Linked DNA regions of Bombyx mori: region 1 is linked to region 2. The links are chromatin contacts, called in public Hi-C maps. All regions are on one chromosome and are shown on one strand. Each heading gives the region's core, a stretch centred on a gene start, on an enhancer-like site or on the middle of the called end of the contact. The rest is flanking DNA. Distances are from core to core; before and after follow the strand shown.

The links. Hi-C and Micro-C count contacts between places; a contact is called where the count stands out from the background.
Region 1: a contact with region 2 is called in a Hi-C map of middle silk gland, with 2.7 times the contacts expected there. The contact joins the enhancer-like site here to the promoter of LOC101739184 in region 2. A contact is called at or near these places in 4 of 7 Hi-C or Micro-C datasets (middle silk gland, posterior silk gland and whole pupa).

What each region holds. Positions count from the first base shown.
Region 1 is chr4:4,713,911-4,719,363 of ASM3026992v2, forward strand. The region is part of intron 8 of LOC101739184 (teneurin-2); the gene reads left to right. Among protein-coding and RNA genes, the nearest start is that of LOC101739184, 46 kb to the left of the region's middle. Within about 2 kb of position 3,726, at least 6 of the 8 cell types and tissues checked have open chromatin away from gene starts, as enhancers often do.
Region 2 is chr4:4,668,123-4,673,813 of ASM3026992v2, forward strand. It overlaps LOC101739184 (teneurin-2), which reads left to right and starts at 2,984. Exons shown (of 9, transcript XM_038021826.2): 1 at 2,984-3,246. The coding sequence starts at 3,127.

The DNA of each region.
Region 1 (5,453 bases), core at 2,476-4,975, 47 kb after region 2:
AAAATACAATACAATTCTATAAAACTTTAACATTACTTGTTTACAACAAAAAGCCACGCCTTAGTTATTCAGTGGTTCTTACACAATTAGCCATTTTATGTTGGTTATAGCAACTACAACTTCTTTTATACAAACAAATGTAATTGCTGCGAAACAATTCACAAAATATGTATAGCTTAATATTCACAATACATATTTTAGTGATTTTTACATGACTGACATTTAATTTACTTTACATGAATTACTTTTAAATAACATTGTTATTATCCAGCCTAATCATAGATGGCGCCAACAACATCATTGCATAACAATTACAATACTTAATTAAATTATTAGTACTGTTAATTATAATATAAATTATTATTAATATTTGTGCTTTTAAACAATAATACAAACATTAAACATATTCTGAACATTTTCACATCAAAACAGTGTCTGCTAATTATTAAATATGGTAGAATAACAATTTTGTTGTTAATAATAAATAAATATTAATATAGAATAAACTAAACTATATATTATTATGTTAATTATTGCCAATGGTGGCGTTTGCGCCCATATACTCATAGAAGGCACAACAATATCATGCGTAGATGGACTCGACAACGGTTCACTTATTGATTGCTCCACAATTTTTTCTCTTCTAATTGATACCGCGAGATTATTTTTTGTTTCATCCTAAAAAAAAGTAATATTTAGTTAGATTAAGTTTTAAATAAAGACAAATGGCATTAAAAAACTGCAAGTATAGTAAGCGAAGCATAGAAAAGAATAGAAGATTTTACATTAGGCTTATGCCGAATGGTCGATGAAGAAGAAATAAGAAAGTAATTAACACAAATGTTATTTTTCTACAAAAAATGATGAAACTTTAGTTTTAAGAAATGTTAATATAATATGAAGGATTATATTCATATTATGTTATAAAGACCATTGTAATTGAATATGCAATTTGGAAAAGGGTCCATGTCGCATATTTTGTCAAATACGTTTTTTCATATACATGTAGTAGTTTTGAGGCTTACCTACACCCATTTTATAATAATTCCAGTAATGCTCAATTGCTAATTAACACTAAAATATATATCAAAAGTTAATATTTTAAATTTTACACTGCTTTAGAAAATAATCAGTTTTTTTCATTTCCTGAACATTTTACATTTTCAGAGATGTGCCTTTTTCGAAATTGCATATTCAATTACACTTTGAGAAAATCGCGAACATGTAATTATTTGACTATACTATGTATAATTAACGACCGAAAACACAAAATACTTGTTTAATCCCTTGAAAATCAGTATAATCTTACTTCAAGTTTTACCTCTGGTATTGCACCTTCAACCAGCTTGCGTAGTCTACTTTTCGTTTCATAAAAGGATGAAGCATTTAAATGCATGGAGCAGATAAAATTCCAGATATTGGGCTCCCAGTTCGGTCTTTTTACTGCTGTCACCCATTTATTTGCCAACAAGAAATAAAAAAGCCATGTTATTACATAATATTCGAGTATAACGTGGTACAGCACTAGCTCCAATGCGGAGAAGGTCGGAAGTGGGGGGTGCGGGAACGCATGCTGCGTGAACCCACCCGCGCGCCTCCCGCAACACCCTTTTTCGCCCTTCTTAAAATCTGTTTTCCTATCAAAACACTACTTACCGATGAAAAGAAATATCATTGTTCTTTTTAGTTTGCTTCCGTGAACCATTCTTACAATTTATATAATTATTTTTATATAATTTATATAATTTATAATATAAATATTTATATAATTTATAGTGAGTCAACCTTAACATATAGACATGCGCGGACTTTTTTTTAGATCTTTTAAAGGGGAACAATTCTGTCATACATTATTTTAGCGAAACTTTAACCGTTTTTGCAGCGCACGCAGCGGAAGCTCTCAAAAGGGAAAAAAAAAAACGATTTTGAAACATTCCTTATTGGTACTCCGCTTATATTGGTCTTAGCGTGACGTTATATAGCCTATAACCTTCCTCAATTAATGGACTATCTAACACTGAAAGAATTTTTCAAATGGAACCAGTAGTTCCTGAGATTAGCACGTTCAAACAAACAAACTCTTCAGCTTTATAATATTAGTATAGATGAATATAGCCGTTTTAAATAGAGTCAAGTGTGTTGGGTTGACAAATTAAATATCTGTCGTGAGTTGTGTAGTTAAAAAATATGCAGTATTTAAAACCAGGACGTGTTTCTTTCATTCTTAATTTAATATCCTACTTTGAGCTCAGTTTTTCAAATCTTTCCACTTGCTACTATGGCGTCAGCTTAATTGGCCTCTTTCAGCGAGCAAGCACTTTTTAATGCACTGAGACGGTTCTCCTTACTTCTACGCACCACAGCTCCAAACGGAAGAATATAGTGATATCTAGAATACAGTCTATATTGCGGTAGGCAGCGGCTTGGCTCTGCCCCTGGCATTGCTGAAGTCCATGGGCGACGGTAACCGCTCACCATCAGGTGGACCGTATACTCGACTGCCTACAAGGACAATAAAAAAAAAAGTGATCAGTAAAAAATATAATAAAGCCTTTACGAATCGAAAGAAATCAACAACGGGTAGTCAATTAGTTTTGCCGTACAACCTTGAACCGGCGTGGAAGTGGCCTGCAATAACACGAAGCCTCTCACTAGTTACACCATATCATAAACAGATTGTAACTAAAACGTATTTTATGTGTATCCAAGTAGAGTACAAGGTTTGTTTTCGTTGATAGGCGAACGGATTGATAATTCACTTGAGATATGAGTTGGAAGTTTCAATAGTATAGAACAACCTTACCCAAAGTGGGCGAGAAGGCCCACTTGTGGGCGCTGCAGGCCTAAAGGGGGGCGGTAAGAGATCCAGAAAAAAAAGGGGCGTTGTGTAGGGGCTTGGAAGGCGATTTGTAATTTCGTCTAGGAGGACTCTTAGACACCGATTGAGCTCTCGCTATAGTGGTTTCTAAGTAGGTTAAAAAAGGGGGACGCTAAAAAATAATTTATTCTTAAAGTGGGTAGTAGACAAATTAAGTTTGGTGGGAACCCCTGGTATAGAATAACGTCTGTTTCGTGAGTGGTAAAGTTACGTCGAAACAAGTATTGAATATAATATTAGCTACAGAATTCAGCGTACATCAATGTAATTGACTTAAACTTAAGCTTGTCGGATGTGGGAATCGAACCCGCGACCCTCGGCGCCATAGTCAGAGGTGCTAATAACTGTACCACCGAGTCAGGCGAAATGAAACTAATATCGAATAATCGAGTTCTCAAACCAGAAATTCAAGTTGTGACAAGTATGCATAAAAAATTGACAGTCTAGTTATAGACACATAATATTATTTATTACATTTTTATTGTCATTTGATCTTGTAAGTAGCGGTCACTGCACTACTAAGTATCTTAATACCAAATTAATCAACTTAGCTTGGTATAGCATTACTAATTTATTTATGTCGTAAAGCAGTACTGTTTTCTTATACGAAGGGTGAGACTAACAACACAAGCGATTTTTCGACCCTTACATCTCAAGATGGGAGCATTCATGTTAAAATGTCTATGAGCATCGGTGATCACTTAAAACTAAGTCGAAATACTTAGTACTGAGCTGATTCACCTATAGGTAATAAATTGTTTACCTAATTTGGGGCTCATACAACACTCGCAACGAACACAAACAAACATCCCGACGACGTACTCACACAATTAATATCAGCTCGACCAATACTTCTACAGTCCGATAAAGCGTCGTCGTTGCGATAATTTATACCGCAGTATAAATCAATAAGCACTGCCACCAGCCACTGAATGTAGATAAGGAATTAATGTCACTTGCTTTAACTTAACGCTTTATTTATACAAACACTATATTCGTTTGAATAAGGCAAGCGTGTAATTGGTTTGGTTATAAAAGCCGATTTTATCTTAGGGAATTTTATCTTAGATTCATTATAAGTTGCGGATTGAACTAGAAAAACTACTGTTGACGAAGATAATCGGAAATCTATATATTAATACGTGAAGCAAAAACTTTGTATCCCTTTTTCCGAAAACGGTCGGAGGAGTATGAAATTTCCCACACTTATAGAGAATATAGAGAAGAAGTGCACAATACTAATATTTTTTTTAAATGATGCATAAAAGATACATTAAATCAATAAAGAAAACATTACCCATGCTAATATGTATTGGACACACACACGCATGCATACTATTTATTTGTTGTCAAACTTTTATTCTTGACGTCTGTGGTCAAATTGAGAATAGATTAAATATTGTTTGTCTTTATTAATATTTTTTTATAGTGTAGTCTTGGCGAAATTTGTGATTATAGAAGTATAGTAGTGTACAAACTTATAATTTCAATAAATTAGTCGAATTTCGACTACTACGGGACCACTAGTACTATAAATTGTATGAAGTCCTTAGTACAATAAACCTTAATCTACTCTACTCTACTCTAGGTGTAGGTTCCTTTTTTTATTAAAAATTTTATTCCATAAAAGCAGCTTCGAAATTTAAAAACAAATATGACGTAACAATTCAAAATTTAAATAAAGAACAGTGAGCACAGAGGTGCATAGTAGGAAAATTTCTCTACCACGTACATTACTGGCTGTGACGTAATCTTATACAGAAATTGTTTTATTGTCATTCGTAAAAAACCCTCTCTATCCCACATCTGAAACTTCAAGTTACAATTCTTCTGAATTACACATTTTTGTATTGAATTTCCTTTAACATAATTAGATGTATGGTGAATTTAATATATTTAGTCAACGTTCTGAATCCTTCTATAAAATGTAATTTCTAAGGATTTTGTAATTAATGAATTAACACTAATTAACATCGCTATCAAGCCTGAAACGGTTGCGAAGGGTCTTGCGAGCCCGATCGAGTATGTACCCCATTCTGTCTATTTCTGCCACGAAGCAGTCATTAGTTCTAGTTTTATGAACGTTATATTAATTGTACAACACATTTATGAATTTGACGCCATATTTCACGGTGAGCAAACGATGCCTACGTTGTTATGTTTTCGGGCACCGGTATCCGCTATTGTCATCTCCTAAAGAATCCGTAAGAGTCATATTACAACAACAACAACAAAAAAAACACCGAATTCCTCAAAACCTCTTTAACACACATCAACGTGAAAGGTATACAAGAGCTTTTTAAATATATTTTTTGTGACCTCACTTAGAGAGTTCAGTGAACGTGGACGGTTTAAAACTTGACCTCTCACACACGTAGCGCCGAGTGTCGGGAACACGGTTCAAATGCGAGTAACCGATCTACAATTTGCTAAATATTCGCACCGAGAATTCATTTGATTCAATTGACGTCATCTATTTGTCTGAGAAGTACAACACAGATCTATTTGCGGAGCGACAATTCATAATAATATGCCGTTATATGGTATAATATTATTCAGAATATAAATCGAATAA
Region 2 (5,691 bases), core at 1,734-4,233:
GATGTTCCGTTATAACTACTGAACCATGCATCCAATTGACTTGAAACTTGGTATCCATGTAGAAAATGTACTTAATGGATAGTCTAATATATTTTATATGAGTGTTGGACTCCTTAATAATAATGACGATAAGTAATATGTTAATTTTAAATGCCCAGCGAAGCGGGCGAGTACGGCTAGTTAATTTCTATTTCTGTTTTGTACTGTTAAAACTGAGACCTTACCTAAATACCAATTGGCACGATGTCGGCCGTGATTTGGTCCTTTCATTAAAGTACTATCAAAAACGCCGAAACATAAATATGCTTAATACCTGTGTTATGTTATACACATTATTGATAACAGCTTTCCATCAATACCCAAGTATTCCTAGATCACTGATCAAATATTAGACGTCAGCGATGTTAAGAGCATAACCGAGCTATTACCGTTAACAAGTTGAAGGCGCGACTAGAAACCAGCTGCTCTTGAGTTGTTAGATCTCCTTTGGAGGTGCTCGGGAGACTGTTAGCAAATTCCACCCTTTCTGGCTGAGCCTGTGCTCGCCAACCTGTCGTGAAGACACTGGAAAGGCCTCCCGGCCACCAATACTCCGTCCTTCCTAAAAACAACAAAAACCATGCCTAACCCAATGAAAGTAACCCAAGAAAAATAATAAGTATCGATTGTTTCTGTAAGTCACCCGTTATTTTTGAGTTATTTCTTGAAAATATTTGCGAAAAAACACTTCAAAGTTTTTGAAATACATATTCTTAATATATTGGTGCGATCCTAGGGGGAAACTCTACCGTGAACACATATCGCCCGTCGTGACGTTCAGCATTTTAAGAAATATTTTAGAAGTTTCTCTGAACAGATATGGAATATTACTCGAAAAACCTCGAGGAGGAGAATCCTTACAGTCCAGAGTTCCGTGGTGGCAAAACTTTTTTAAAGCTCGTTAGATATGAATGAATGTACCTAATGGTCCCGAAAGTAGAAATGAACACTGTTCCAATGGCGCAAACACAAGACGTAGCGAAAACTGATATCTGTCTCTAAACGCAAAGGATCCAAATGATCGTCGTCGTGGCCTAAAGGATAGGACGTCCGGTGCATTCGTATTTAGCGATGCACCGGTGTTCGAATTCGGCAGACAAATACCAATTTTTCTAATAAAATACGTATGTACTTAAAAAATGTTCACGATTGACTTCCACGGTGAAGGAATAATATCGTGTAGTAAAAATCAAATCCGCAAAATTATAATTTGCGCAATTACCTACTGGTGTTAGGACGACTTGTGAGTTCCCACGGGTGGTTACCACAAACCTGCCTATCTCTGCCGTGAAGCAGTAAATACATTTCCGTTTGAAAATTGGGACGGCCGTTTTACTATAAAACTGAGACCTTACAACTCATATTATTATGTCAAGGTAGGTGGCGACATTACGTTAAAGATGTCTATAGGCCCCAGTAACCACCACACACCAGGTGGATCGTGAGCCTAACCTAAGCAATCAAAGATAAAAATAAATGAACCGTACTCATCTCGAATTTACCAAAAATAAAAATGACAACACGTGCGTTCAAATTTATTAAACCTTTTCCTACTTATTATGTTAGCTATATGCTTAGATTTAGTTTCAGGGTGAACGTAAGTACCAGGTTTTAGTTTATAAAGTTGAGATACACTTACATTTGTTGAATAATTTAATTAATTTATCTCCTTGTCTCTTTTCTACAAACAAAAGTTTTTAATTTCATAGATTTTGCGACATTCACCGCCAAGGATTGTTGTATTGCACTAGTTAATTAAAAACAGCGTGGAAATCATTAATTATGAAATATCTACATTTAAATTTAGAACAGCTGACTTTAAATGCCTTGATTGTCAATCAGATACTTAAAAAGTTATCGAGATACTTTACATACTGTAAGCGCATTTTAATCTATATCTATACTTCTATACTAATATTATAATGAGGAAAGATTTGTTTGTTTGTTTGTTTCGAATAGGCTCCGAAACTACTGGACCGATTTGAAAAATTCTTTTTCCATTAGAAGCCGAAATTGTCCCTGATGAACATAGGCTACTTTTTTTAAATTTTTAAATTTTTTTTTTGTTTTCATGTGTGTTTTAATGTTTCCGAAGCGAAGCGAGGGCGGGTCGCTATTCCTTATAAAATAATAATGGTTTAAATAAAAACTAAAGAATTTACAGTTTTTTATTTTATAAACGGTCATCATCACAAGCCAGTTCAAGGGAAAATGTCCTACACGTTAAACTAACCCAATACAACTCCCGCTGCAGTTGATTGTAAAAATACTATTTTGGGTATATACATTGTGCATCTGTAGACATGTTTCGATGCTTAAAAAAGTGCATTTACAAGAATGAGGTAACATCTTACTATACTACTAACTATACTTGAGACCTTAGAACTTATATCTCAAGGTGGGTGGCGTATTTACGTCGTAGATGTCTATGGGCTCCAGTAACCACTTAACACCAGGTGGGCTGTGAGCTCATCCACCCATCTACGCAATAAATAAAACAAAAAATCTAATCGCACTAAGGAAATGATTTTTTATTTAATTTATTCCTATCTAATCGACGGTAGTCGAAGCAGCTATTCCGGCTACGTTCGGACTGGAGAAGCGATACAAGATGAAGAACTACTTTTTTTTTCATACTGCCCAAATAGAAGCTACTTCCTTTTTAAACAGGACAACCGTTGAAATGTTTACCTAATTACCCAGGGTAAGAGAATTCACGACGTTTACGGGCACTGGTAACCACTTAAATTGTCATCAGCAAAATTCAGGTTGCCAACAGATACGACAAGAAAAATTAATGATAAATTCTTACGACACGTACATACCTACCTACAACATACGTGATATGCGATTTCCGCGAATTTCAGAAGCGACTGTATCTTGAGTGATTCATCTGTGACGCGGGGCGACCACTGAGAGACCGTTCTGACAAAACAAAAGGTCGACAGTCGACTTTACTCTACAGTCTGTGGTGGGCCGCTGTGGATCGCGCGCGCACGCTTTTTTGTATTTCGAACGAAATTCCGAAATCTTGTATATTTTTTTAATTATTTCATATTATTTTAATTTTGAAATAAGTGGACAGCAATGGCGCGAGTGTGGTTTCTAGTGATAGTGTCAATTCAAATTGTTTTCGCGAAACGAAATTTAAATGCGAATTGCGATATGTGTATCCAAAAAGGCGGTTATTGGTGTAAATTATCAGGGGTAAGAGATTTGGTTTTTTCTGAATTTTTTTTTTTTTTTTTTTCGATTTCATTTCACCAATGTACCAACTACCCGAAATCTTTAAAATTTAATTTAAGAGGTTATTGAAAAAAAATCGCTAGGCATATGTACTGTCTTTTTCACGATTAGAATATTTAATTCGATTTGCTGTTTCTTTCTTTTATTAAACGAAAAATATTATGTAACCAAAACAATAGTTATTAGTCTTGGCGGTCTAAAACTTTTTTTCTAGATTGTTTAAAAAATACGTATTTCTTTCTTTTCCTTCTTTTTTTGATAACTTATCATACATTATTAACCTTGTACTCGATAAAATTAATAATTAAAAAAAAACATTCAAACGCGTAAACACGATTTAGAAAATGCATCTAATGCTCTACAATTCAACAAATAATTTTCATATCTACAGACACCGGAAGTAAGATAGACGGGATAGACTAATCTATTTTGTGTCAAAAAATACGAAAATTTATTGAATTATTAATTATTATACTAAGATATTTTATTTGGTAAGAAAATAGAGATAGCTGCGTACATTGATTTTAAGTTTTTTATTTTTTATTTTATTGCGTAGGTGGGTGATCGATCAACTCATCATCTTGCATTTTGTGTTAGATGGTTTCCTGAATCCATAGTTAACACAATATAAATGTTGCCAGCCGCCAGCCGCCATAAAACCTCCATTTTTAAGCCGGAACGCACGATTGCGACGCGGCAGAAAGTTGCCGGGGGGTTAATTCCCCACAATATGTCCAACCACCGTTTCTTTTACATACTCTATGCTTAGGGTGTTGCGTACACATCCACGATGCTACGCTACCGATCATAAAACGATTTCCTTAAGCCTAGTTTGAACAGAAATATATCACGTGGGAAAACCACGGAATCACGAATTCTACGGCATTGAAGTGTCATTAATTCCAGAGGCTGATTGTGTGCGGGGAAAAACACATCATACACAAGATAAATGCATTATACAACAGACATTTTATAATCATCCAATGAGATAGATGTACTTTCACTACTGTGACGAGTGGTTCTAAGAATATTTTTTATTCGGAAATACCTATAGTTAGAATTCCGTTAGCGGAGTTTTTTTTTTTTTTTTGCAAAAATTACAACAATTTTACTCTGTCTCTATTACGCGCTTCTCCGTACTTACATGGGCTACTGCTGAATCTATGATCAAGAGCAAAATGATTAGTATCAATCTAAAATGTAATTGAACGAGGGAAAGTATACCTAAATCATTTGTATGAAGGTTCATAAACTGAAATCACTGAAATTTTCCATATTCCCGCAAGTAGAACAAACCTCCATAGGTATTCCCCTTTATCAAAGATTTGTAGTGAATATAACCAAATATGTGCATTAATTGACGGCATTGACATTTTTAACGACACGTGTCCTGGTCTCAAAAACAAACTAGTATCCGAGTTCCTTTGTTTATAATTGATGAGAGAATGTTAAGTAGTTAACTCTTGTTTTCATGTTATTTTCAAATATACTTTTTTTGTCGTACTGTTGAACCCAGAACGCATTAGTGCTCACGGTAGAAATAAGCACAGTGAAAGTTCTACCCGTCCGGATTCGCAAAACGCCCTTTTTATTTTTTTATTGCTTAGATGGTCCACAAGAGGTCCTACCACCAGTAATACAAGAGGTCTTTCCACCAGTAAGTCTGTTTGTCAGGCTCTAATAGTAGAACAACGTGTCAGTGTCAGGGACTCGGCTACATACTACGTGAAAATGACCTGACGGATTGAGGTCATCTGGAGCTATATCTAATATTTCTCCATCAAATAGCAGTAGTAATAAGCTTGTTTACTAAGTTAAGTTCTTCCACTGATACCTGTTCTGATTTACTAATCCAAGACATGCCATTTCGGATGTACTCGTTAACTTGAAGGTCTTCAAGCCACATAACAAATTAAATCACGTGTTTTTTCCGACCCTACCTAGTAGTTAAGGTTTACTTCTAAATGTTATTAGGTTTATACTTGTGTTGGCTAAGGCAGATTTATAAACAATAATATAAATGTTATTCATTGAATATACACAAAAATACGACGGCCATACGAGTCATAATGTACTCGACTGCTAACTTTTCTCTGATGCATTGAAAACCAATCCGTGTTCGACTATGTTCGCAATATTAAATACTAGTTAACAATAACAAGGTAATTGTTTAAAAACAAAACAACTTGAAATGCATATGATTCATCAATTTATGCCATACATTCATCGAAGGTTAAACCTGAAAATAATATCACGAAAAATAAAACGAATTTAATAAGTATTATAACTTTTATCGCTCAACAGTTGACTATGTAGATGATGAGGAATGCAAAAAAAAAGTAGCTGTGAATTAATAAGTAGACAGGATGAAACAATTGAGGCAATGCACTAGCGGTCTCCGGTCAA